Linked DNA regions of Rattus norvegicus: region 2 is linked to region 1. Evidence: chromatin contacts called from public Hi-C data. All regions are on one chromosome and are shown on one strand. Each heading gives the region's core, a stretch centred on a gene start, on an enhancer-like site or on the middle of the called end of the contact. The rest is flanking DNA. Distances are from core to core; before and after follow the strand shown.

Region 1 (7,494 bases), core at 1,544-4,043:
TATCACGAGTCTATATTACTCAAGGCCGGAAAGGAAATACTGTAAGAATTAATGTATGCTTATCTGCATGAAGACAGGGAAAGAATCTAAGTGAGCCTTATGTATCACTCAGGAGAATGGGTGAAGGGAGGTGGAGAAGGTAGTGGTTACTGGATGAGGCTTCCACTTCCTGGGGTTTAAGTTCAGCAAGATCTGACTGAGCCCTCTCATAAACACAATATAAGGAGAGAAAGTGACCAAGACACACACAGAACGACCTTTATCAGCCTTAAGGATCAGTGTGGGGCGCAGACATCCATTTAGGAAATCACAAGTATGAAGGAAATAATGGAGCTAAGGGACGCATGTGGGAGGCTGAAGCCAGCAAAGGGACGACCATCCACATCCGTCACCATAAAAGGCACCGTCCCCCCCACCCCCCCAGTTTGGAAGTAGAAAAAGGTTCAAGTACACGTGGTGCAAAACAACATTCATCTGTCCACTCACAAAGTTCTCTTTCTTAAAAACTCGTACGCATTCTACAAGTAGGAAATTCTCAAGAAAAAAATTAAAATGACAAAAAAAAAAAGTTTGTAACCTTATTCCAAAACCGTGGTAAAACTGTGTAATTAGTTTGTTTATATTTGGATTACCTAGAAGCCAAATACTTCCTATTCCTGTAACCCGGACACAGGCTCAAGGCCACTGTAAAATTGTTACCCCCTAATCTAGAGGGCCAAGGCCTTATTCCAGCGAGGTCTCTGATGCTGTAATGAAGCACAGAACCGAACCAACTTGAGAGAAAAGGGGTTAAGTTACTCTCCTAGGTAAGAGTCCAGGACCGAGGGAGGCCGGAAGTTAAGTAGGAGCAGAGGCAGCAAGCACAGAGCACAGCTGACACTGGCTTGTCCCTGTGGCTCATGCTCAATCAGTTTTATACAACCCAGAACCATACGCCTAGGGGAGGCAATGGTGGAGCCTCCTAGTCAGTCAAGACCATTCACCACAGACATAGCCACAGGCCAATCTGAACTGGGCAACTTCTCAACTGAGACTCTCTTTTCTCAGGTGACTCCTGATTCCAGGTGACAATAAAAATTAACAGAACAGGTCAACTCCTAAAAATCCTTTTTTATACATCAGCGGAGATGCAGTTATATAAGAGTGATATACCTGAACATCTGGAAGAATTATTTAGATGAATTTTCTTCCTAATGTACAAAAGCAAGTTTTATAGACACACACACACACACACACACACACACAAAGTATAAAATTCAGAATGGATGACTTTGATTTCAGACATGCATTATAGGTTATAAAAATGTCAGGAAGCAGTAAGTAAAGTGGTCCTGAGGGGGAAAAAGAACAAATTCTAGTTCTTTCTAAAGACACCAAATTAATTACGGGAAGGAATTACAATGTGGGACTTTTGGATGCTCATCACTGAACGCTCTCGGGTCCTGAATCAGTAGCCAGCTAGCTATAAAGGTGTAAGTCACCAGCCAAGTCTTCCCCGCTACACAACTTTTATTACTCTATTTCTAAAATGATACATCCTAGTTGAGGGTTTCCCTCCCCCTCCCACCCAGAATATTAATTCCGAGTCAGACATTTGGGTTTAAATCCAGGCACACAACCAAACAGCAAGTAAACATTTCTAGTCACGTTCTTTCAAAATGAAGAGAACGTCTCACAGTGTCGCTGGGAAGACTCCCCCATCCCCTCGTGTTCTAGTCTGCCATTCCCTTTAAGCCTACACGCGCCTCAGTTCAAATACGGTGTTCCTGAAAAGCTCTGACAGGCCCTTCATTCGCAAACACCTTACTAATATCCAAGTCCATCTTTTCCTTTCCTTACTATTCACTTGGCAGTAGCTCCTGCATCATCTTGTGATTTCCTATCCACTGCTGACTCAAACTAATTGAATTGTTTTTGTTTTTAAATTTAGGTAGGCCCCTTGAGGACACCGGCTGGATCTCATTTCTTTAAAAACAAGTTTTTCCCCCTTTCCTGGGAACTTACCCTGGCCAAGGAGCACTGTGAATGCAAGGATTAGGACAGGAATTCTTGTTTTTTTTTTTTCTCTAAGGGTGCTCCCTAAATGAAGCCGACTTTATACTTACCTCAGAGATTTCATGAGAGGGCAAAAGGGGAAACCAGGGAGGAGGACCATCAAGGATAGGTGGGAGGCGTATGGAAAACCCCGCTGGTGGTGCCAAGCATAAAGGACACAGTGTAAATATGATCCAAGTTCACCGTGAGAGTCAACCTTTTCTATGACACAGGGAAGGCAGACAACAGCTTATGACTCTGTGTGTGTGTTGGGGTGTGTATGTCAGATCACTGGTGGTCCACCCTGAAAACAGTGGTTAATCCATGTATCCATGTGCCTAGAGAAGGTGGTGTGCCTGAACCTGAACCTGGGGGTGGGGTAAGGACAGCCGGGAAGGCTATGCTGTGGGTGGAGAGGTCAAGGACACCAAGGAAAGTGAACACCCTCGGGGAGGTGGCACAGGGAAAGAGAACACCCGCGCGCAGGTAGCACATGGAAAGAGGACTCCCTCTGAGAAGTGGCAGCCTCCTCCCGACCCCGGGCGCTGGCACTAGGGACCTAGGGGACCGAGAAGAGGGTGCTTCCCCAGCTGTAGCGAACGGGGCGGAGACCACGAGACTGTAATGCACCTGAGCCATGCAGGAAGATCAGCGAAGCACTGTGTCTCCCGGCTGGGGACACCACACAACGCCGAAGGTGCACAGCGCTGGGTAATGCAGCCATGGCGGAAGAGCGAGAGCAAGGCGCCCGGCCACGCCCCTAGCGTCACGGGGCCGCGCACGCAGGCGAGCTGCGCCGGCATGGGTGTGCGCATGCGCTTCGGAAGGCGTTCTGCCCCTTTATCAGGCCAGGAGTGAGCTGCCCTGTGTTCTGCTGTGAGATGCATTCCATAGGTCAGGTTCCTCCATTGTAATAACTGAGAATAAACTTCTGCCCCGAGAATTCGCAGCAGGTTTTAAACTGCAGTTCTAAAGCTCAGGATCACCCCGTTTGGGGAATATTACTGCCTTTAAATTTTTACAGATATAACCATATTTTATATAACCATCCACTTTGGGGCTTGCACCAGATGTTCGTAACTTTTTGCACACAGGGTGAGCCAGCCATATAATAATTTTTTTGTGCGTGTGTCTTTATTTTTCTTTTTTCTTTTTTCCTAATAGTTAACAGACAGATCTAATTGAATGAGCTAGAACTTCACATTCCTTGGCATGGCTGTTAGCAATAATGTGGGTAATGACTGGTGGGAATGAGTACAAGCTGGAGATGGTTGTGCGTGGCTGATGGGAGCAGGAAGTAACGTGAAAATAAGTATGGGATCAAATGACCCACAACTTCAATTTCTGGATGATCCCCTCCCTAAAGAGATCAAATCAGGCACCTAGAGAGAGGCTCCTACATCACTGTCCGCCCTGGTATTCACAGTCCGCAAAGGATAAAGTAACCTCCGTGCCCATCTACATAAGGGTGGACAGGATACATGGTATGTGTACCAGTAAGTACTGGTTGGCCACTGCTAAAAAGGACAGAATTCCAATTTGTGTACAAAATAGTCTGGCTTTGAAAATACTGTTGGTTAAAGGAGCTAGATAGAAAAGGAGAAATTAACTGACTCTGTCCATTTGTCTTATTAGAGTGGGCAAATTTATGAAAGACAGGCAGTAAATGAAGGCTTTCCTTGCCCGGGTTGACCACAGTGGCGTGGGGGGTGGAGGGGTTTGCAAAGCTTCTGTTTAAGGTATTGACATCTTTCAGGAAATGGACAGTGGTGATAGTTACCTGAATTGTTGAGTTATTTAATGCCACAAAACTTTACCTTTAAAAATGGCTACGACCAAGTGTTACAGCTCTTTTAGAATTTGTCTAGCAGGTTTTCTGACTTTGGTCGGAAACCCCCCCCACCCCCAAAATGGCTATGACCGTCAATTTTATTGTAACTTTTCACTAAAAGTCTAATTATAGGCAAAAGAATGAAATTATCTCTTGCATAAACATTAAAAACAAAATTTAATAATAGGACTGCAGCCCCAGCGAGTAGTTCTCTTTTTTTTTCCATGCAAAATTGGACAAAGCAACCCCGGAGAGAGTTTATCGGACTAAACTACATAGTACTATCTAGCATCTTTAAGCAATTATAAATTACATCTTACTTTTTAAGGTATTTGCCTGCTCCTGAGTAACGAGCCTGCTTACTAGCAATCCCCAGTTGCTAGGATACACTTGATGCTCTCACGATTCTGTACTGTACCCCACCAGTGCTGTTGTGGGGATGCCCTATATGCCATTATTGCTATTAATCAGCTAATTAGAAAGAACCTGAGTCGGTTCTCTTTATACCACAGATCTGCTACTGGGAGTAAGAGAGTGAAGTCTTTTGAGTTCAGAACAGGGCCAGCTCTGCTCTGAGAGCTGGGTGGAAGAGAACTGCTGTCTCTAGGCCTGCACTCCTTTCAACAGTTCCAGAGAGCACTCAGCAGGCAGGCAAGAAGAGCAGTCTGGTACACCTCACACTCCATTCACTCCTGCAGAGCCTTTCTGTGACCTACCTTGTAACAGACAAATAGTCAACTAAGAACAGAACAGTTTGGTAGCCGCCATCATCGTCGTCGTCTTCTTCTTCTTCTTCTTCTTCTTCTTCTTCTTCTTCTTCTTCTTCTTCTTCTTCTTCTTCTTCTTCTTCTTCTTCTTCTTCTTCTTCTCCTCCTCCTCCTCCTCCTCCTCCTCCTCCTCCTCCTCCTCCTCCTTCTTCCTGTTACTAAGTAGGCCTGTGTACCTAGTCCTTACGAGGTGCTGAACCATGACATAGGTAAATTCCCACAACTGAACTGTGGCTACTGACGCATGACAACGTAGCTCACTGGATAAGGAACTTGTCCCAAGATAATCCAGAGTCGTTGTTAGACCCTGGGCTAACATGTGTGCTCCACCAGGACCCTGGTTCTTAATCCTTACCCACACTCTCCCACTGGCCCACAGAAGTAAGCCAAAAAATACCCTAATTGTCTTCCTTAGTTTTAATGGTCAATTTGAAACAATGTAGTGAGTCACCTGGAAAGAAGGAAACTCAATTGAGGAATTGCTTAAATATCTTTGGCCTGTCAGCATGCCGGTGGGAGATTTTCTTCATTGCTAATTGACATCAGAGGACCCAGGACACTGTGTGCCACTGTTTCCTGGGAAGGTGATGCTGGGCTATGTAAGGAAGTTGGCCACACATGATCCCAGAAGCCAACCAGGACACAGCATACCCTCCTGGTTTCTGCTTCCATTCCAGCTTGCATCCCTGCCCCTGGCTTCCTTGAGGATGAACTATGACCTTGAAGTGAAGTCCTTGCTTCAGACTTGCTTTTGGTCAGAGTGCGTCCTCACAGCCACAGGGAGCAAAGGAGAACACAAGCCATCATTATTTTTTTTTAAGCATTTCTTTAGTTCTCCTCGGATGTCTTGGTGCTAGTTGCTGCTCTTTCTCCAAGTGAATGACTATCAGTCACAACAGGTAGGTAATAGGGACTGGATTCCTACCTGCAGGCTAAGGGTTGGCTCCTTGCCTGCAACTTGACCCTTCCTGGAGTCCCAGTCACTGTTAGACGGAGCCAGATTCTTCTGAACCTAATCACTGCTCTCTTTCGTCTTTCCTCGATTTGAATGGCGAGCTATGGTTGCTGTCCCTTTCATCTATAGCTACAGAACAAACAGAAGGGTTTCTATTCCTGTATTTAGAGATGCCATCTGGTAGGCACACTGTTGGGGCTGTGTATCTTTCAGGTCCTGTCAGACTTTGAGACGTAATTAGGTTTCAGGCTGTCTGACTGCTTCTTTCACCACAGATCTTTTGCTCTGTTGCATTGGTGATGGGAAAATCTCTGGAGGGTTTTCGCTGCTACATTCTTTCCCTCTTCCCACATCTTCTTGTCTCTTTGTTGCTGCTGATACACTTTTAGCCAATCTGTTCATACCCCGTATGATAACAGCAGCAAGACCCAAACAGCCAGCATAGAGCACACAACTAAAGCAAAGAAAAGGAGCTGGGCATTGTGGCACTCACCTTAGTCCCCCCACTGGGGAGACACAGCAGGCAGATCTCTGAGATCCAGGAGCAACCCCCTGGTGGTGGTGGGAGACACAAGGTCAGGGTTTAATTTCCTATGCTGTGTTTAGGAATTCTTTAAGGTGAACATGTTATCTTTACAGAGCATGGGAAGGTCCGGCCCTTGGAGTGCAGCATCTGATGTTTTAGATGGTGGCAGTTACATGAAATTCAGTCAATCACACCTTTACTCATTTATGAGCCTGACTTTGTCTTTTCTGTGGGTTGGGGTTTTTAATTAATTAGTCATTAATTTTACTTGTTATCACTGAGCGCATTATGTGAATAACATTGTTGGTGTGTACACATGTGGAGGTCAGAGGACAACTTTGTGGAGTCACCAGGCATGCATAGTACGTGCCTTAACCAGCTCAGCCCCCTTGCTAACTTGGTTGTTATTTATCTACTGCTGCATTTTGCAAAAACACAAATATATATAATAAATACACATTTCTCAGGAGGCCCCAGACACAGGTGACTTAATACATTTATAAATTGGCAAAGCAAATTCCCTTATCCATCTAAGAGGGAAACTAGGAGAATCTTAAAGGTCCCGATCCTTATCAAATAATAAAGCATTTTCAACCTTTAATGTAATCCTGGGCTTCACTCTAGGGGGTTTAAGCTTTAGAGTTTAGGCCTTCTAGATGCAGGTGTGTGGACTTCCCTTCCTGACCACTGTGGCACTCTCTGGAGGTCTCTTTCTCTTTCAATTACCCAGGGCATCATAAGCTGGGCTGGGAAGCATTGGTAAAGGAGAGAGAGAGAGAGAGAGAGAGAGAGAGAGAGAGAGAGAGAGAGAGATTGCTCACACAAAGCATAAAGCCTTGGAGTGTTTCTGGTTTTTCCTGTTTGGTTATTAACAGAGTGATCAATGCTGAAGCAATGCCCTGACTCTTGGGGAGGATTGGAAATGGAACGTTTGTTCTCGTGTTAATTGTTCTCTCAGAGTCTTACTGCCTCAGTCTGCAAACGTAGCCCTAGCCTTAAAAGCTTCTAGCCTCTGTACAATCTAATCTAGGCCTTGAAGGTTTTCAGCCCCTGAGACTTACTACTGAATAAGCTCACCCTTCTAGTTCTTTCTGAGCTCTAGCCTCTCTCTCTCTCTCTCTCTCTCTCTCTCTCTCCCTCCCTCCCCCCCCTCTCTCTCCTCTCTTCTCCTCTCCTCTCCTTCCTTTCTTTTCAGCCTGCATTACTTTCTTAAGTAGCTTCCCTTTCCTCTCTCTTCTCACGAGAATGGGGTATATTTTATTCTGTCAAATCTTTCTCTGATTCGTCACTTTGTCTACCCCTCAATTAGACATCACATTCAAACATGGCTGCTTCCTTCTGCCAACTAACTATACCTTCATTGTTTGGGATTAAAGGTGTG
Region 2 (7,494 bases), core at 2,146-4,645, 600 kb after region 1:
TTCTCTATGGGCTCATGACCCTCTCTTCAGACTCACTGCAAGATGTAGCAGGCACATGCCCTCCCTGCGCACACCATAGTGAGGCAGAAACTGCTGGTATATAAGCCAGCCAGCCCTGCCCTTCCAACTCTCCGTGCTTTAAAAATACAATGGAATGGTTTTATTTTCTTTCTCTCTTTTTATTTCCTTTTTTCTTTTTTCTTTGGAAGCTCTCACTATAGTCCAGGACTAGGGAGTCCTGGAAAATCAGTTGACATACTTTATATAAAATTATCAGTTAGCATACTTTCTATAAAATTATCCACAGCACCTGCACAGTTGAGTTGCCTCTGCTGCTATTAACACATTTTTCCACTCCTAAGCTTCTACACCGAGCACAATCTTCTTAAATATCTATTTTCACATAAAAACAATAGCACATGTGTGCATATAGTATATGTGTGCGTGGGTATAGTACTATGTGTGTGCGTGGGTATAGTACTCTGTGTGTGCGTGGGTATAGTACTATGTGTGTGCGTGGGTATAGTACTATGTGTGTGCGTGGGTATAGTACTATGTGTGTGAGCACAGGCACAGGTTTTGCCTTTATTTGGAGGTTCAGGAGTGGGATACAGAAGAGCCCACATGTTAATGTTATTGTTATTGATGCTCTTCAAACCCTCCCTATAACCTAGGAGCTTTTCTAATTTGCTCATGACCTTGGTGCTGGGTTGTCCTGTCTTTGCTCATCTTCATGCAACAGACTGAAGTGGTTGCCTGGGCGGGCCTGCTCCCTGCACACCTATGCAATGTGAGATTGGATCTTCCTCTTCTTTGCAAACTTCCTGACAGCTAATCTGAGCTGTTGCATGTAAACACCAAAGAAGGAGGGAGCTATTCAGTCCCGCATAGCATACCTGTCTGTCAGCCCAAATGTCTGCAGAATCAACACACACATGTGGGAGAAAGCTAACTGATTCCACCCTTCACTCAGCCTCAGTGGCTCTGGACTAATTACAATGAACTCCCTTCCCTAACATCACTGTGGCTCCGCCCCAGATAGAAATCCTTATTTCCCAGGGGGAATAAACAGGGCAGAGTGTCTGTATCACCACTGTGGTGGATAGGGCCACAATTATAATAAGAAAACCATCCTGCCTGGGCAGGGTTCCCTGAATCTGTTATGCCACTAAACAACAAGAGACACTACAGGATAGGAAAAGTGACCAGAGTGTGGTTAGACACATGGGTAGACCGACACTCTGAGGACACCGAGTACAAGACGCGGCAAGTCGAATAGCTATGGCTTGTCTAACTAAAAATAAATATTAGAAGAGAAAAGCACCACCCTGCACTTCTAACTTCTGGGATAAAATTACTAACATGGCTGCATTATCTATTTAGGCAAGACACTGAGACTTCACAAAGGCAGCCAGCGCGGATATAGGGCATGGAAGGGGAGGAGAGATCAGATCAGCCAATGAGAAGTTTACGACAGGGACTTGGAACGCAGGGATGCTGAAGTTTTTTTTTTTCTTTTAGTGTTTCTTCCTGGTGTTTAACCCTCTCAGGTAGCAATGCTGTTGCTGCTGCAAAATCAGTCTCTCTCTCTCTCTCTCTCTCTCTCTCTCTCTCTCTCTCTCTCTCTCTCTCTCTCTCCCTCCCTCCCTCCCTCCCTCCCTCCCTCCCTTCCCCCCCAAAGAACTCGGAAACAAATCTGTACTTCTTCCCTTCCCCCCAAAATGTTCCACAATAAACCACAGCTACTGTATGCCAGCTGTTTTCGAAGCTATTACTCTCATCAAAACAGGGGGAAATATTTTTTTTAAGTAGTTGTCTTTCCTATCCTCGATTTTAGAATGCACAGAAGACCCTGCTGCTTGTGAAAGCTCTGGAGTATGGAGTTCAAGGTTGAAAGGGATCACGAAGAATCCCCCTAAGAAAAACGACCTGCTCCCAGCCTAGTGAGGGCTACCTAGAAAAATCGAACGGGAAGTGAAACCTAATTGAGCCCAGTTAGAACAGTATTTATCCTTTCTAACTGTCCGAGTGAGGTCAAAAGGGGACTTGGCAACGCGGTTTTGCAAGAGGACTGGGTGTAAAAACACCTAGAGAGAGCAATAAATGACCCGGGAGGATTTAAGGAGTTTTGAGTGACCCCCACCCCCACCCCGCGCGCCTGCAATCCAGTTCGGTATTGGTGATGGTGACATTCTTAGAGGAGTGAGAGACAATAGCAAAGGCTTGGGGAGTCCCCAGATAGGTCAGCGGGGAAGGGGGGCACCTTTGGGAAGGCTAGTTTGGAAGCACTATTTTTAACTCTTTGTGTACCAGTTGGGGGACACCCCCACCCCCACTGCAGGCCAACCGGGCAAAGAAAACAAAGTCCACCGTGGTCTCCTAGCCTAAAGTCATCCCGGGAAGCGCTTTCCTTTTGACAGAAGGGAGCTGATTCGCTAGTTGGTAGACCAGGGAAGAGGAGAAATCCAAACGTCTTATAAAAGGTCTGGGGCGTTTTGTGGGAAGGGAGTCATGGAGAAATAAATAAAATATCAGTTGGAAGTTTGCGAGCTTGTGGATATCCATCCCACGACTGGAAAGGCAGTGGAAGGGACGAAGGACAGAACGGAAACGAAGCGATCGGGACCTGGGGACTTGGAGAGGAAAGGGCGAACGCCTAAAGGCTGCTGTGGATCTGAGGAACTCCGGGCCAACCTTAGACTCGGGTACGGAAAAGGCGAAAACCACGGAAACTGTACTTACTTTCGGAGGGGAAGTGGGACGGCATGTCGATTTTATAAACCTCCTTGGCGTAGTACTCCTCGTCGCTTCGCTCGCGCTCGCAGGCGGCTGCCCTCCGGCTTGCCTTCTCCTGCAGTAAGTCCCTGGTACTGTTGTAGATGGAAATCACCTCCGGGGGGACCTCATCCGGCTCCGGATAGTCTTCCGGGGGGCTGGTGAGCTTCAGCTTGCTCAGGATCTGCCCGCGGATGGCCTCGATCCTCTTGCGCATAAACTGGTCCATGTCGAGGGTGCTGCAGGTAGACAGACTGAGCGCCACCGGGACCAGATGCAGGAGCAAAAAGGTTCTCAGCACACAGTAGTGCATGTTTTTAAAAGGAGGAAACGTTGTTGTTGTTGTTTAAAGTAAGAAAAAAATATAAAAAGAAACTAGTAATTCTCAGAGCGGGTCAGGTAGAGTTGTTTTTAATACGAAACTTTTGCAAAGCAGTTGAAAGTCAATGCCCAATAGAAAAACGTCCCTGGCTAGGATTCCTTTAAAAAAGAAAATGCAACGCGTTCCCAACGTGGAGATATTAATATGCGATGCTAGGGAGGCAGGAGGGGGATCTCTCACTTTAAGGAGTAAGAAAGGTTTGTTTTTTCTCCTGGAAGGGAGAGGGTGAGTGGCTCTGAAGTAGAAATAAACTTAAGAGGAAGAAATGGAGTTCAGTGTGTCAGGCTCGGGTGCGGAGTGGCTGATCTGAACTCCGATCCTCCGGCCAAAAGGGAAGAGACGAGAAGGTCCGGGGGCTGGCAGGAGGCACGCAGGGCCGCGGGGAGCGCTGAGCGGCGGCCGGGACTGCGCCGGGCTCTAACTGAGATGTTCAAAGACCGAGCGGCTGGGCCCTGCCTTCCACACGTGTGTGGATGAGTGTGCGTGTGGATGTGTGCGCGTGTGCGCGCGTGCGTGTGCGCGCGCCGAGGGCGAGCCTGGCGAGCCGCGGGGAGGCAGATGCGCCCCGGAGCGGCTCACTCTCGGAGACTCGGTGGGGCACTGTCCGCCCGGGAGATCCGCCAAGGCCTGAGCAGGCAGCCACGACCCCCGCTCCTGCGGGCCGTGCTGTGGCCTACACCCGGCTGGGTCGCTCCACGTTGCAGCCGCCGCTGCCGCCTGCAAAGAGGGCCAGCCTCCAGCTCGGTCCAGCAGATCCTCCTTTTCTTGCTTCAGGCAGCCAAGGGCGACAGAGATCAGCCACCTCCTTAACCCCCAGTGGAACAACACCGCCTCCTGGGCGCGTTAGCTGCAAGCAGTCCCCGGACTCACACCCTTCTCTAGCTTTTCCTCCAAGCTTGCACTTTCTCGCTTAGGGTAAGTAGGTACTTGCGACCCTAAAATACACCTCTGCTGATACCTTCTCTCTGCAGCTGGGCTGCACCAGAACGTCTCCTTAAACCCTAATACTTCTCTCCATCCCTGGCGCCTGCCCTGGAGCTCAGCTCTCTGAGGCTTTTCTCTCTTCCTCTCCCACTTGCTCTCCCGCCCGCTGCTTCAGCAGCTCCGCTCCAAGCAAACCTTTGGCTGCCAGCAGATAACATCACGGTCCTGCCCAGAGCAGAGATTTATAAGTGCTCCCCAAACCACGTGTTTGCCTTCAACAAAGTGACGCGCTAGGGTTACAGTCAGAAGTTCTCCGTTACTAAGACCACGAGCTCTCGACAATTGAGGGGGTGTGGAAAAGGGATGGCCCGAAGGGGAGGGCTACTGGCATGAGGAATTTGCAGTAGTCGCTGTGATCACCAAGGGACTGTCTGTGGAGGGGCAAGCAGCTAAAAGCATCCCATTTCTACACAGTGGGGATCATTCATTCGCAGCTTCCCAGACTGAGTCCCTCCTGTATTGAGCACGTGCGCACGCATGTGCAGTCTCTCTGTGTCTCTGTCTCTGTCTGTGTGTCTGTCTCTGCCTCCCCCCCCCTCAACCCCAGAACACTCAAGGCCATTCCAGCCTAGCCATAAAGACATGCCTTTCCAATCTGAGATTCCTGACCTAAATTTTGAGTTCTCAGGGATTCCACAACAGGTTGTTTTTTATTAGTCTGTTTACAATCCAGCCCTCTGTTTAGCTGTGAACTAGCAGATAACAAGGAGTCACCCCTTTCACCCAAAGCATGTTCTGAATAAAAGAGCTGTTGCCTTCTTTATGTGAGCCCTGTTTATGTGGCTTTCTCCTCAGCCTTCCTGGCCAGGGATGATCCACCATCTTCCACCTGTCACAGCTACATCTAAGACACCTGGGTTTTAAGTGTTTGCTGTCTCCTGTCACAAAATATTCACGGCTTGACATTTTCTACACCAACCTGCCCAAACTGGATGGATACTGGAATCGTTCTTGCAACTGGTCTTTTTCCCTTTCACGTTTAGTTAGTCAAAGTCAACAATTCACTCTTAGTGATGGCTCTGTGGCCAGCCACACGCTGACTAGACAGGTAATTAAAGCTGGAAACTGTTGAGTATCCCTCTCCTGCCTCCCAAGGTCAAGATCTCTGTATCATTTCCTAGTTCAAAAGGGTCAAACCTTCAGGGGTTCATACCGTACATGTAGAGGGGCTATATTATTAATAGAAGGAGCTGTAATGATATCGCTGGCAAGCGTCATACACAGCAGTGAACATTGTCATTTGTATTTTACAGACAAGGAGACAGGCTGTAGGAAGGGAGGTCTGTTATTGTAAAAAACAGGAAGTGGTGGGCCTGGATTTTGCAGAGAAGGCCTACCTCCTGGGTTCTCTCCCACCATACACTTCTAAGAAGTATATGAGGCTCAGAACATCTGACAAACAGGATCTGAGGTTCAGTTAAGTGTTGGAGATGCAGAATAGCCTACTGCCCTCTTACAGAGTTTTATGTTCTATGTTCTAAGAATCCTGCAGAAGACTCTCTCTTTAATCACCTCCCCACCCACCTTGAGCACAAAATCCCTCTTCTCCACTGACCCTGTAAAACCCTGGAATTAATGAATTGTTCTAACGTGCAACTAAATGATTCTGAAAAGCATATAAAAACCTCCCTTACTAGCAGACTTCTTCCTTCCTTCAAGGTCAGCTCCAGATGGAAACAGGTCTCTGGGTTAGACCACCGCCTAGGATTCTGTAATCTGAAACAGAACTGATCGAGAGCTACTGTGCGGCTGATGGTCCCATCAGCTGGAGTCGTCCTGTGAGTCCCATTTTGATCCAGCTGTACAGAGAGGACACAGAGTGGGAGCCAGGAGCTAGAGCTGCGGAGGACCAATGTCACATTGGAATACAGTGGTTTGTGGGGATGCTGTCAGGAAAATCTGTTGTGCACATAGGTAGGGTGTCCTCTGCAGCCAGTGAGCTTTTCAATGGGGCCAAGCCTAGTCTGGGGAGCAGCCATAGGTACATCTTTGGATGAGCTGATTCGGTTGAGGACATGGGTGGGCAGAGCAGCAGCAAGCCCCTTGAACTTCATCTGGGAGAACATGTACTCCATCCATGCAGCCAAGTACCCCTCAGGATCAGTACCCCACTCCTCTGTGTGACAGTGGCTGAGCAGACAGTGGCTGAGCACTTTTAGCTCTCTACCCTTTGGACCTGAGGCCAGACCTCTTCCTAAAAGGCTCCTTTAGTCTCCCCAAATCCCAGGAGGTGAGAGACACATCTTTTCTGTCGCCAAGCACAGCGACTGAATTCAGCAGGAGAGGAGCCTCCTCTCATCTCATAGGAGAGCAGTGCAGCAATCCTAAGGCCTTTGCATCCCCATATTCAGGAGACAAAAGCACCACATTTAAGGACCATGTGCTCAGAGATCCACCAGCAATAAGGTGAGAAAGCACATTACACACACCATCCTGACTACCCCAGTGGTCAGGGGGACCACTCTGTGAGTTCAAAGTCCTGCATTGTGGCTTTATAAACCTAAGGAAGTTCATGTCATCACCTGTGAGAACGGGGACATATGCGGAGGACTATAGGGAGGGGTCTTCATACAAGGCACAGAAAGTGTTTATAACAAAGTCAGAGCCTGGCGTCTGCTCCTTAACTATTAGCTGCCCTCCCCTAGCCTCTCTCCATTGCAGTCAGGGGCCATTGCTAAGCATGCCTATGTCTGTTCTCCATTCCTCATCCAGGAAGTACACAGGGAAGACGTCATCTGCATCTGCCCCTCCGTAACTGTACAATAAATAATTAAGAAATGGGCTGGAGAGATGGCTCAGTGGTTAAGAGCACTGACTGCTCTTCCAGAGGTCCTGAGCTCAAATCCCAGCAACCACATGGTGGCTCACAACCATCTATATGGGATCTGATGCCCTCTTCTGGTGTGTCTGAAGACAGCAACACTGTACTTATAAATGAATAAACAAATAAATAAATCTTTAGAAAAAATAGCTAAGAAACACACTTTTGATGAAAGACAATACAAAGTCCTGCTATCAAAGTTCGGTTAAGCATTAAACATTAAGGCCTCTAAGCACCTTAAAGTGAACCGTTTGCTTTCTAGGCCAGAGAGGCTGAGGCTGAAGAAGCAGCTGTTTTGACCAGCAACTCTGACTACTCATTAACGGGTCTGTTATTCACTTCAGCGTGGGGAGCGCCCACAAAACAAGGCTGTTCACTGCTCACCTGGAGTTTATCCTTGTGTCACGGTAATGGTCTGGCCTGGGATCTCCTTCCTCTCGCCAAAGAATAACTTATCTGTGACAATCTGGAAAGCTTTCTCAGTGCTTTCTAGCATTAAAAACAAAACAAAAAACAGGAAGTGGGGGGTGGA

Evidence for each region. A called contact is a pair of places that touch in the nucleus more often than the background predicts.
Region 2: a contact with region 1 is called in a Hi-C map of the A7r5 cell line, with 4 times the contacts expected there. The contact joins the promoter of Tgfb2 here to the promoter of Lyplal1 in region 1. A contact is called at or near these places in 2 of 12 Hi-C or Micro-C datasets (the A7r5 cell line and mammary epithelial cells) and 1 of 1 datasets of contacts at active chromatin or transcription factors (oligodendrocytes).

What each region holds. Positions count from the first base shown.
Region 1 is chr13:100,186,541-100,194,034 of GRCr8, forward strand. Lyplal1 (lysophospholipase-like 1) reads right to left here and starts at 2,794. Exons shown (of 5, transcript NM_001105986.3): 1 at 2,665-2,794. The coding sequence starts at 2,758. LOC120096370 (U7 small nuclear RNA) reads left to right here and starts at 3,872; the gene lies at 3,872-3,933.
Region 2 is chr13:100,789,290-100,796,783 of GRCr8, forward strand. Tgfb2 (transforming growth factor, beta 2) reads right to left here and starts at 3,396. Exons shown (of 8, transcript NM_031131.2): 1 at 2,743-3,396. The coding sequence starts at 3,088.